3 separate regions of the Mus musculus genome follow, and regions 2 and 3 are each linked to region 1. Evidence: chromatin contacts called from public Hi-C and HiChIP or PLAC-seq data. All regions are on one chromosome and are shown on one strand. The core of a region is the stretch at or near the end of the contact, and the rest is flanking DNA. Distances in the headings are between cores, read along the strand shown.

Evidence for each region. A called contact is a pair of places that touch in the nucleus more often than the background predicts. HiChIP or PLAC-seq counts read pairs in DNA pulled down with a chosen protein or histone mark.
Region 2: a Hi-C map of the C2C12 cell line shows a contact between it and region 1, with 3 times the contacts expected there. The contact joins the enhancer-like site here to the promoter of Kirrel3 in region 1. A contact is called at or near these places in 3 of 39 promoter capture datasets (the 3T3-L1 cell line, cranial neural crest and hippocampal neurons), 4 of 484 Hi-C or Micro-C datasets (the C2C12 cell line and pancreatic cancer cells), 3 of 115 datasets of contacts at active chromatin or transcription factors (astrocytes, neural progenitor cells and pancreatic cancer cells) and 1 of 9 other capture datasets (embryonic stem cells).
Region 3: an H3K4me3 HiChIP or PLAC-seq map of neural tube shows a contact between it and region 1, with 6 times the contacts expected there. The contact joins the enhancer-like site here to the promoter of Kirrel3 in region 1. A contact is called at or near these places in 5 of 39 promoter capture datasets (embryonic stem cells, hippocampal neurons, liver and 1 more), 1 of 484 Hi-C or Micro-C datasets (uterus), 10 of 115 datasets of contacts at active chromatin or transcription factors (astrocytes, embryonic basal ganglia, embryonic forebrain and 7 more) and 2 of 9 other capture datasets (adipose tissue and pancreatic islet).

What each region holds. Positions count from the first base shown.
Region 1 is chr9:34,486,390-34,490,064 of GRCm38.p6, forward strand. It overlaps Kirrel3 (kirre like nephrin family adhesion molecule 3), which reads left to right and starts at 2,342. Exons shown (of 17, transcript NM_001190911.1): 1 at 2,342-2,769. The coding sequence starts at 2,715.
Region 2 is chr9:34,278,213-34,281,619 of GRCm38.p6, forward strand. No RefSeq gene overlaps it. Among named protein-coding and RNA genes, the nearest start is that of Kirrel3, 210 kb to the right of the region's middle. Within about 2 kb of position 1,854, at least 97 of the 459 cell types and tissues checked have an H3K27ac peak or open chromatin away from gene starts, as enhancers often do. A contact at or near this core is called in the C2C12 cell line, astrocytes and pancreatic cancer cells, where this site is marked.
Region 3 is chr9:34,720,924-34,724,278 of GRCm38.p6, forward strand. The region is part of intron 1 of Kirrel3 (kirre like nephrin family adhesion molecule 3); the gene reads left to right. Among named protein-coding and RNA genes, the nearest start is that of Gm33561, 130 kb to the right of the region's middle. Within about 2 kb of position 1,443, at least 26 of the 459 cell types and tissues checked have an H3K27ac peak or open chromatin away from gene starts, as enhancers often do. A contact at or near this core is called in neural tube and pancreatic islet, where this site is marked.

The sequences.
Region 1 (3,675 bases), core at 1,092-3,591:
TTAATCCAAGCCTTTTCTCTTTCTGCGGGAGACCGGAGGCTGAGGGAGGGAGTGAATGGGGTCCGGGGTTGGGGGAAACACACCCTGCTGGCTAGAAAAGGGGAGGGTCCGCAACCAGCGTAGGGGGTCACTAGGCGGATCCTGGAGACAAGATCCAAAGCAAAACGTGGTCCTCCCAACCTTGGACTCCCACTCCTCTCTTCCAAGAGTGAGCTTGCCTTGCCGGTATGGTGTGCATACACTGCTATGTGTTTCTGATGACCAGCCGTGTATTGCACACTTCACTGGCCTCACGACCCTGTTTTTTAAAATATTTCCCCCAGAGGGGCTGAATTAAACCTGGGCCGCGGGCCATTTAGAAGCTTGCAATGAAAATTAACCAACAGCTGAGAGGATAAATCTTTAGTTAAAATATCAAATGCTGCCTGGGCAGGTACATTCCTTCTACATCTTAGCAGGTTCGGTTTGGCCTTTGAAGTGGGACTCAGACCTTTCATCTCCCTTAGTCCTGAATATTTAGTGAAAAACTGCTGCTGATGTTCAACACTATATATGCCAGATCCTCACCCTTCATATATCGCATATGCTACTTGGGATTAATACCCATCTTTTGCGTGTTTCTGATTTACCTCTTGTGCTTTATTGCATTATCTCTTCTATGCCAAGCTAATGGAGCAAGGCTATGCTAATGTTGCTTCTGTGCCTTGCAAATTTGGCTGATGGGGCTGCCTCTGCTATTCAACATCTTCACACACACACACACACACACACACACACACACACACACACACATGCTTATAGATTTCCCTTTGATATGTTTAACAGCCTCTAAGAGATGTAGTTAAACAAACTGTTATGATAAGAATGGAAAAGTCAAGAAAGCATACACCTACTAATTTATAGATCTTGAATGTCACTGCCAGGTGTCAGCTCCTACCAGTACACACTTATGCATACGTCCCTGCTTCTTTGTTGTTCATAAATTCTAAGAAACATTTTTTAACATCCATGTGGAAACTCAGAGTTGGAATGTGCCTTGCAGTCAGCAAAGCCCCATATCTGTAATACTGATGGAAGGGTAAGAGATCCCTAAAAGGACTCCCTAAGGTCCAAAGACTGCAGAAAGTAATGATTGATTTTGTAATTGAATGTTGAATGACGCACATTGAGAAAGCATCTTTCATTTTCCCCATCTCTCCCTTTAGTCCCTCTTCACCCACTCTCTATAACACTGCATATTTTTATGTGTTGCTTTGTAAGATACTTAGAGTTTGTGTCTTGTATGCACTCAACTTCCACTTTGGATCACAAGCTCCTGGAGGCATGGTCAATTTTACTTTCCCCCATGGCATGCCTAAATGTGTATCAAGTAAATAGACCTAGAAAAATTCATGTTGCTATCATGGAGGACATGGAGTTTGATTTGAGTGTGGATTTCATGACAGGTAAAAGACTTGCAGGTTTTTAAGAAATTGTTGCCTATGACCTTGGCCTCTCCTTGGCAATCAAACTCACAGCACCTTTTGGAGAAGAGGCATCCTTATAGTGATGGAGTGCTCATTAGAGGAGAGAGGCTCAAATGCAAAGACAGACTGCTGCCTGTCCTTGTTAGGGGAGACACAGACTGGGATAATAGTAATAAATAGGTATGTGTCACAAACCTGCCTGCGTTCGCTCTTAACTCCTGCATTTTGTTTTCTAGGAGCAGTGCAAGCAAACTAAGATCCAAACACCCAGGGCTTATCAATTCCAACCCCCTCCTCCACTCCTCTACCCCCCCCCACACACACACATACACACAAACCACCACCATCACCCCAGTCACCACATCACACACGCACACAACACACACACACACACACACACACACACACACACACACACACCAAGAAAGTCCCCCAAATGCAAAGCCTGCCCTGCTTGTGCTTATCTCAACTCCCTAGCCTTGGCTACACACACTGGCTAAGTCCCTGCTGGGGAAAGATGCACCCCTGACTACCTTTTAGCCCAGTTGCCAGTCCCTAGTGCAACAGCAAGGCAGGCACATTTTGATGCATGTGCACGAGTCTAATCATCGGTAACTTCACTCCCGTTTAACAACATTACATCGTGTGAACAGAAAGTCACAGCTCCGCTCGGTGCTCACTATACGTTCTGGTCAATAATGGTAACAAAAGCAGAGTATCCCCCTGTTTAGGGAAAAGAAGAAAAGCACAGCCTTTCTGCAACCCTCCCGTTTTGCAAAGCGTTCCCCTTTCCAAGTGTTTCCTCTTTAATTATGACCTGTTTCCCCTCCCTCTTCCCCCCGCCCCAGCTTCTGTGAAAGGAGCCCTTCTGTCACTCGTCACTCGCTTGCTCGCTCGCCCGCTCGCTAGCTCGTTCGCTCGCTGTGGGAGGAGCCCGCCAGAGGAAGCCGTGTGCCTGGGATGCCAAGAACCAGAGAATGGATCTGCTCCGAGTGGGCACATTGCTAAGGATCCCGGCTTCCCGAGGCGACTGAAAACAAGCATTTGGTTTCGGCTGCCTGCAGATACCCGGAGACACAACGAGACCTAAGCGGACCAGAGGAGGGACAGACCGACTGACAGATAGATGGTCGGCGCGAACCCTGGAGGACCGGCGGCGGAGGCTGAGCACCGCGAGCCCAGCCGCCGCGCTTGAAGAGAAACTAACTGCACACCCAAGTTGCCCGCCGGCTGCCCGCGCGCTGAGGAATGAGACCTTTCCAGCTGGATTTGCTCTTCCTCTGCTTCTTCCTCTTCAGTCAAGGTAGGAACCCGGCGCGCCGGAGTTGGAGCAAAGTCGGCGGCGGCGGCGGCGGCGGCAGCGGAGGGCGCGGGTGGCTGAGGGCTGAGGGCTGAGAGCTGGGAGGTGGACAGGCTCGGGAACTCGTACTAGCTGAGGGTCTTGGTGCCGGCCCATTGGCAGTTAAGTAGCATTGCTTCTTTGCATTTGCAAATGCTACAAAATGGAACTGTGGGTTTCCCTTCGGAAGGAAGGGGCTGGGAGAACAGGGGAGGCTGCACTTTCTCGTCTTTCTTGTCCACGTCCAACTCCAACTCTCCGATGCATGTAAGTTCTTTATGCACCCGGTATATTAATTAGGTAACATCCGTGTGGCTAGGCCATTCGGAACTTCTGGGTGCCTGCTCGCCTTTCTAGCCAGGTTGGAAAAGGGGAGCCTGGCGTAGGTGGAGATTTCAGTTTCAGTAAGGTCTAACTTGCCCGGGTGTGTTTAAAGCAAATGTGCGAGGTCTGCACAGTTGCAGAAAGGGATGCGATTAGGGAAGGTTCTGAGGCGGGTATTTACAGTGGCTGGGGAAAAGAACGCTTGTAAAGAGTTACATTGAATGTCACCCATTTCCCTGAGCAAGGCTGAATTCTGAATCCTACCAAGCACTGGATTAGGTGTATGAAATGGAATTTCGCCCCTGGTGCCGATTGCTTCCTTTCTGCAATCCTAGCAGGTGGACTCTCCAGAAAGAACTTTGCTACCTCTGGGATCCTTGCCACTGAGAGTCATGGGGTGGGTCATGGTGGAGGGAGGACTAAGCACGCGCCTACTTAGCTAAAGGCATCAACAGTCACCTGTGGAATTAAGACTGAAAGAGCCAAGTCAACCCATTCCGTCCCACTCTTTTGGAATGGCAGTGCCACCTCTGCCATCTGAGGCAG
Region 2 (3,407 bases), core at 604-3,103, 210 kb before region 1:
TGTAACTAGATTTCACAACATAAACCACTTTGAGAGGCTTCCAGAATGGCAGGCACGATAGTAAATCGACGATGCCATCTGCCAAATGGCCTGGAGAGGCTGAGAACCATCGGACTCATTAATTATTGATGACAATCAGAGTCAGTTTGACTTCATTATAGGCCAAGAAGAGGAAATCATTGAGGAGCTTGATCTTAATGGACCTAAGAGTAACAAGGAAGCTGTGGGGGTGAAAGAGTCCCGCTCCCCACCTCCTGTCTTCAATCTCTTTGAGAGCAATGTGACTAGAATGAGATGGGGTGTCTAAATAATTTAGGCAAAAGTCAATTGGTGGGAGGCCATGAATTCCAAACATGTCATGTGTCTGCAGGGGTCATGGTTCACCAGATAACTATACTCTCATCTCTTATAAGAATGTGGTTGTTTAACTAAAATGTTGCTTTCTGCTAGAATCTTTACCCTGGTTTTCTTCTCTCTTTTCAAGGGCTGATGTGAGACTTTGGAGGTGGAAAAGGAGGGACCTGAAGAGAATTGTTGAAGTTCTACATCCTTTCTTCAGCTCCCTGGCTCTTTATCTAGTCCTTAAGCACAGCCTCTGCTTGTCAATGACCCACTCCTTACATGAAGCATCTACTGGTCAGTGGCCCACTGCTTACATGTAGCCTCTGCTCCTCAATGCAAAGGCTTTAGGGAAGAAATTGAACAGAGTATCCAATCTGATTGGAACTGCAGGGGGCTTTCCATAGATGGGATGCAATTATTCCACTTGGACTGCAGCCAAAGCCAGCACTCCTGTGATGCTCTGGTTCCCTTGTATTTCTCTAGTGCCTTCTCTATGCCAGCACATTGCAGTCCCCTCCCTTGAGTGAGAAGAGTACCCTCTCTCCTGGCAACCTTTCTTTTAAACAATTTAACTTCAACTGAAGTACAATGAGCCTATGACAGCCCAAATGCCACACGGTGCCTATGGACCATGGCAAGCAAACCAGAGTTCGTAAGCTCCATCATCAAAAAATTCTGTTGATGTGAAAAAAAAATGTAGAGCAAAGACATAATTAATGGCAATAAGAAGCGAAGCAAGTCAAAAAGCCAGGGGGCTCCAGCTACAGTGTTCATTTTCAAGGAGGAGGGAAAAGTATGCACTGTATTCTTGACTATGAAGTAAATGAAATGAATCATTAATTCTTTTATTTTACTGTAGGACAGAGGCACATATTGAGGAATGGACTGGAAGAGGATTAGTATAGTTTGGTCAGCTATACTCAGTGTATGGGATGAGTCATTGAGTGGTAAGCTTGAGTCTTCAAAAACAAACCACAAGGCTGGGGAGGTGGCCCAGTCAATAAAATACTTCTGAGTCAGTACAAGAACCTGAATGTAGTCATCCACCCACTTTAAAAGCTGGGTACAGATGCACACATCTACAAACTCAGCACTGAGAGGCAGAGACAAAATGATACTATCTTGCAGGTCAGTCACTCAAGCTGAAAAGGCCCACATGGGATCCAGCGAGGATCCTGTTTCAAAGAATAAGATCGAGAATGACAAAGAAAGATACTGTTGCCAACCTCTAAGTGTTGGCCTCTGAGTCCTACATGCATGTACATGAATATGCATGCATACCTGTGTGGTTCCATGTTCTGCCTCTCTGCTGGCAATGTCTGGATGCCACTGATACACTGGCTCAGCAGGTAGTGGGCAAAATCTAGGATGGGAGAGCACACAGTCTCTTCAGGATGGGAAAACGTATATCTTCAGGTTGTCAGATGTTGCTGTGTGCCAGACCAAGGAGAGTGAGTCAGAGCCTGGGTGAATAGATTCCATAGGGCTCCAGTCCAACCCAGGAATGCTGGGAATGTGGGAGTGTTACAGCTCTTACAAAAGGAATAAAGAAGTTTGGGCAGTCAGCTTGAGGCAGGTCATTCAGTCCTGCAGCTGCAGCAGCAATGGTGATAGCATCAGCCAGCACTCTGATGTGAGCCTCTGTGGGCAACAGGAGCCTGGCCAGGCAAGCAGGTCCAAGATTCAACAATGAGTGCTTCAGGCAAGAGAGCCCTCCTCCAAGCCACTCTGAGACGCTCCTCAGTGAAATAACTTGTGCACTTTATTCCATGTGGACAGCGATTCTATGAACCTTGGGCAGTGGGATGGGATTTGGAGGGTAAATGCTTTCTATTGGCTGAGGTTCTGAGCAGGCACAGACGAAGCAGCTCCACTCCTTTGGACTCGAATCTCTGAGATTCCCAGGATTTGAGTATGCTCTACCTCACCAGTGCTCATGACTGTCTGGTGGCATGCCCACATGCCCTACACACCTATATATATACATACACGTACATGCACACATACAGAACACACACACAAGAATCCTTCTCCTCTCTGATCTCTATTTAATATGACTTTATTAACGCCATGCCACACAACTTGACCTCAGATGTGGATGTTTTGAACTTCTGAGCACTGTGCATCCCTTTGAGCTGAATGGCGGTTCCCTCTTACGGATTGGCATAGTCTCATGATCTTTCCTCATTAGGAGCTCTAAGCAATTAAATCACACACACACACACACACACACACACACACACACACACACACATCTCTCTTTAATTTTGAAGTATCCCGTGCAATCCACTCATGTTTGTTCTTTGAAATCATTATTTCAAATTTTAATGGACACAGAATTAATTGGACATTATTGTTAAATTTAATAAGAAGCAAACCAAATGGCAATAATGAGAAATCCTCATTAGAGCCCACTCTGCAGCCAGCGTGGTCCTCCAAATCTGACGGGAAAGAGCATACTGCCTTGCAGAGTGCTAGGAACATTGCTGTTTGCCTCTCTAATAGAATGTTTTTAATCCTTGTATTCAAGGTATTTGCTCATGGATGGCTATGCTTGATCCTTCAGCTAAGGCACGTGCTATTATTTTCTTGCCATGCATGATAAAAACACAGTTTCACATGCTTATTATGACTTCCCCAAGGTCACACTGACAGGTACGTGTTGCAGCCCTAGTGCTTTGTCCACTTCAAATTCTCCCAACTCCCCTCAACGGTAAGAACAAGAACTAAGAAATTACCAAGCATGGCAATACACACCTGTAATCAGTACATAGCGGCTGAGGCAGGAGGAGTATGAGCTTAAAGCAAGCCTACGCTACATAGTAAGTATATCTTACAGAAAAAAAAAGAGTAAAATGGACAGAATTATTTTACAGGTTAACTGCTGGCAAAAGATATGAAACTCCCTTGGTTCAATGACAAAGTGTTATAGACACTCACAGGAAAGTCATGGCCAGCGAAACATTTCATCCTATGCTTTCTTTAAGAGAGTTTCTGAATATGAAACAAGTTATCTCACAAGAAAGAAATCTTAAATATAAAGAACCCAGGCCATTTAGAATTGG
Region 3 (3,355 bases), core at 193-2,692, 230 kb after region 1:
TCTTCAGACGAGGAACTAAATAACTGAGGTTTCATGAAATGGGGAACCTTCATCAAAGGCCACCTATAGCTGTAGGTGAGCAAGTAAGTGGACATTGGAACCCAGCATGTGTGACATCAAAATGTGCATCACTCCCCTATCTCGCGCTGCTTGGTTTCTTCAAGTAGAACATGTGGCTAATCTGTGATCTCCAGTGTCCTTCCTCTGTGGCCCAGATAGATGAGGGTAAATCTGGAATCTTCCCAGCTCTGTCGGCCAGTCTGAACACTCTGACAATGTGATCCCTTAGTGATATCTCCTGTCCCTTCACAGACTGGTGTTAGGGCAGACTTTAAACCTTTCTTCTTGTGAAAATACCTGTTGGCTTTGGGGGGGGGGTGTACTTTTCTGTGGGGCTGAGGTAGGGAACTGGACAGAGTTCTTTGATAAACAAGTCACTTGAAGAGTGTTCTCAGTTCCCCTGAATCTGCTCTTGGAATATAATCAGGAGCCATCTGCTAACCTCCTCTCCCTTTGCATGCTCTTCCTGGCTCCCAGCAGCTGAGGGTCCCGTGATAAAAGCCACACAAATGAGGAGATACATTTTCCTTATTGGCACAGAGGAATAGGACAAGCTGAGCAAGGGTAGTTAGTGAAGTTTTGAAAAGGTGTGGGAGGACCCGAACCAAACATAAACACCAGCAATGTTCTAATTCAGCAGATAAGTTGTATCAGGAGAGAGTGAGCGCACCACATGCCTATCGTTGAGAAAGGATCCGGCTCTGAGAGAACAGTCAGAGTCTATAAATACCTCCATGCAAACAGTCTAAATGAAGGAAAAGAATTAATCTTTGCTCCAAAGCCTCAGGACAAGGTGCTGTCAACCTCAGCTTGGAGCAGAAGATGGAAGGCACAATAAAAGGAGTTCCAAGCCAGGAGCTGCCTGCGGCAGCAGGACAAACTCTGGAAAACACAGTGGCAACCACCCTCACTGAGGCTTGGAGACCAGAGGAGAGAGATTAAATGCAAATAGGAACAGGAGCCAAAATGGCCTGGGAAGGCTAGACAGAGGTCAAATAAGATCTAAAGAGTTCTTCCACCCAGGAGTCAATGACCTGAGGAGTAATTACTTGCTCTTGCAAATTGCTTGGTAAATACACTGAGTAAATCAAAGAGACCAGTTTCAGCAGCTTGCTGGCTAGGGACCAGTAGAGTAAAGGCCATAGATTCCGGACTAGATCTTGTGCAAGGCATTCTCTGTCAGTGAGATTTTCTCAGCCCACAGGATAGCACAGGTGCCCACTTTAATCCACAGTTCCTAACACAGAGAGAAGTTTCCCTTTTTGTTAAACTTCAGGCTGAGCCTGCCTAGGCTCCCAGCTCCCTTCCTCAGCCCTCTCTCCTGCCTCCTCAGGAGGTCCAATTCCTGTCCTTTCTGCCCCACCCTCCCCTCCAACAATATTAATGGCTGCTGCCTGAGTACTTGAGCGGAGCGAGGCCTCTCCTCCACAGAGCCTGTTTAGAGATGGCCCAAAAAGCCTGCTGGGAATAATTGTCGCTGTCGGCAAGCTCAAGAATTATTGATGAAGTAACCTTTTGGGGCCTGAGTCTGGGTTTTTGCAGATGCAACGGCAAGATTATTGTTTAAGTGGGGACTTGATCAGGCGGTGACCTAGAAAACATTTAGTTCTTTTATTACTTTCACAGCTTCCTGGGGTGAGCACGGCCTTTGACTAGGATGCTGGCCTCTGACTAGGTTGCTGGGCCTCTGACTAGGATGCTGGGCCTCTAACTAGGATGCTGGCCTCTGACTAGGATGCTGGCCTCTGACTAGGATGCTGGGCAGCTTATTGGAAAATAAAATAAAGGTGGTAGGGTGAGACTCGGTGACTCTGCACACTGCCAAAAAGCCAGGAAGCACCCAGGCAAAGCAAGAGAGACCCAAACTTTCCCTAGTTCCCCCAAACTAGATCCTGTTCAAAACAATACAGTTTGGGGAGAGGGGGAACATGCCATTTTTACCTTAATAGGCCATCCTTCCTAGGGCTTAAGGAACTATAACTGCTCCTAGAGAAGCTGTTAGTGAAGAACTGTATAGGGGCCTCTGTGCTAGGCATCGATCACTTGAAAGAATAGAAACTCACTTCAGATGGGGACATCTAGGCCTCAGGGTCAGGACAAAAGGTACCAGATGCTGCTGTTGTACAGAAGAGACTAGGATGCCTGTGATTTTCCAGTGAGGGGGATCCACGGAGAGTCTCACCTGCAAAGACAGACAGATCTGCAAAGAATGGTACACAGGAGTGTTGTAACTTCCTTTCAAAACACCCCACTCCTTCATCTGCTCCAGTGTGCCATGGGCTTGCTCTGCACCTGGCACAACAGACTTAAAGATTCCAGAGTGAACAAACCGCCTTTAGACTCACGGAGCTCAAGAGAGATGCACTCCAGGTCCCACCAGGTGCCCTGTAGCATACAAGGAGCCTATTCAAAGCCCCTTCTCTGTGAGCACAGCAGCATCTTCAGAGGATGCTGCTGCTTCATGATATCATGAGAACAAGCTCTTGAAGGATGAATAGAAGTTTCCTGGCTTGGGAGGAGCAAGCCAGGTAGTCACTATGAGCTGAAATGGCTTCCTCGGTTTTAGAGTGCCCAGTGTGAAAGAGTGTGAGTTGATCAGGCAAGCCTTGTGTTGGGGTCTTGCTACATGCTAGACCCTGAGCTGAGAGCTTAGCCACTATACTTTAATCCTTACACAGCTACCTCCTGTAAGGTGTAATCATTGTGTAACTTGTCACAGGCCAGAGCTCACCAGAACAGGAAGGTGAGGCCCAGAGGATATGGGAGGTAGCCAGCTTGTTCAAGGAAGGGCAAAGAAGTTAAAGAATTAGAATCCACTGTACCAGAGCTGACCGTCAGTTTTGAGGCCACTGGGATAAGCTCACTCACTTGACAGAGTCACAGCTCAAAGGCCTCTGGCTGCTTGACACTGGGCTTTCAGGGTCTGTGATAAGAAGTCCAGAAGTACTGTGACCTTTTAAACCAAGGCACAACAATGTACCTGTCTGGGTGTCAGTGTCTATGCAGTAACTATGCAGTGTCACTAAAGACTAATTTCAGCCAGGTAAACCAAAGCAGGGAGGGATAATTTATACAGTGAGGGTCTACATACCACTGGCCTTAGGGTCTACTGACCTCAACCAGAATTTCTATGGGAGGAACAGAAGAGTGAAGATTTGTAACTAGCTCCCTGGAAGGAATGCCAGCACATTGAGTGTGGAGATAATGAGCTGGGAGGTGACTGTGATGCTGGACGCACTCCAGGTTAGAGCTCACAAAAAGCAGGTCTTGGATAAAATGATGACTATGTGCAAAG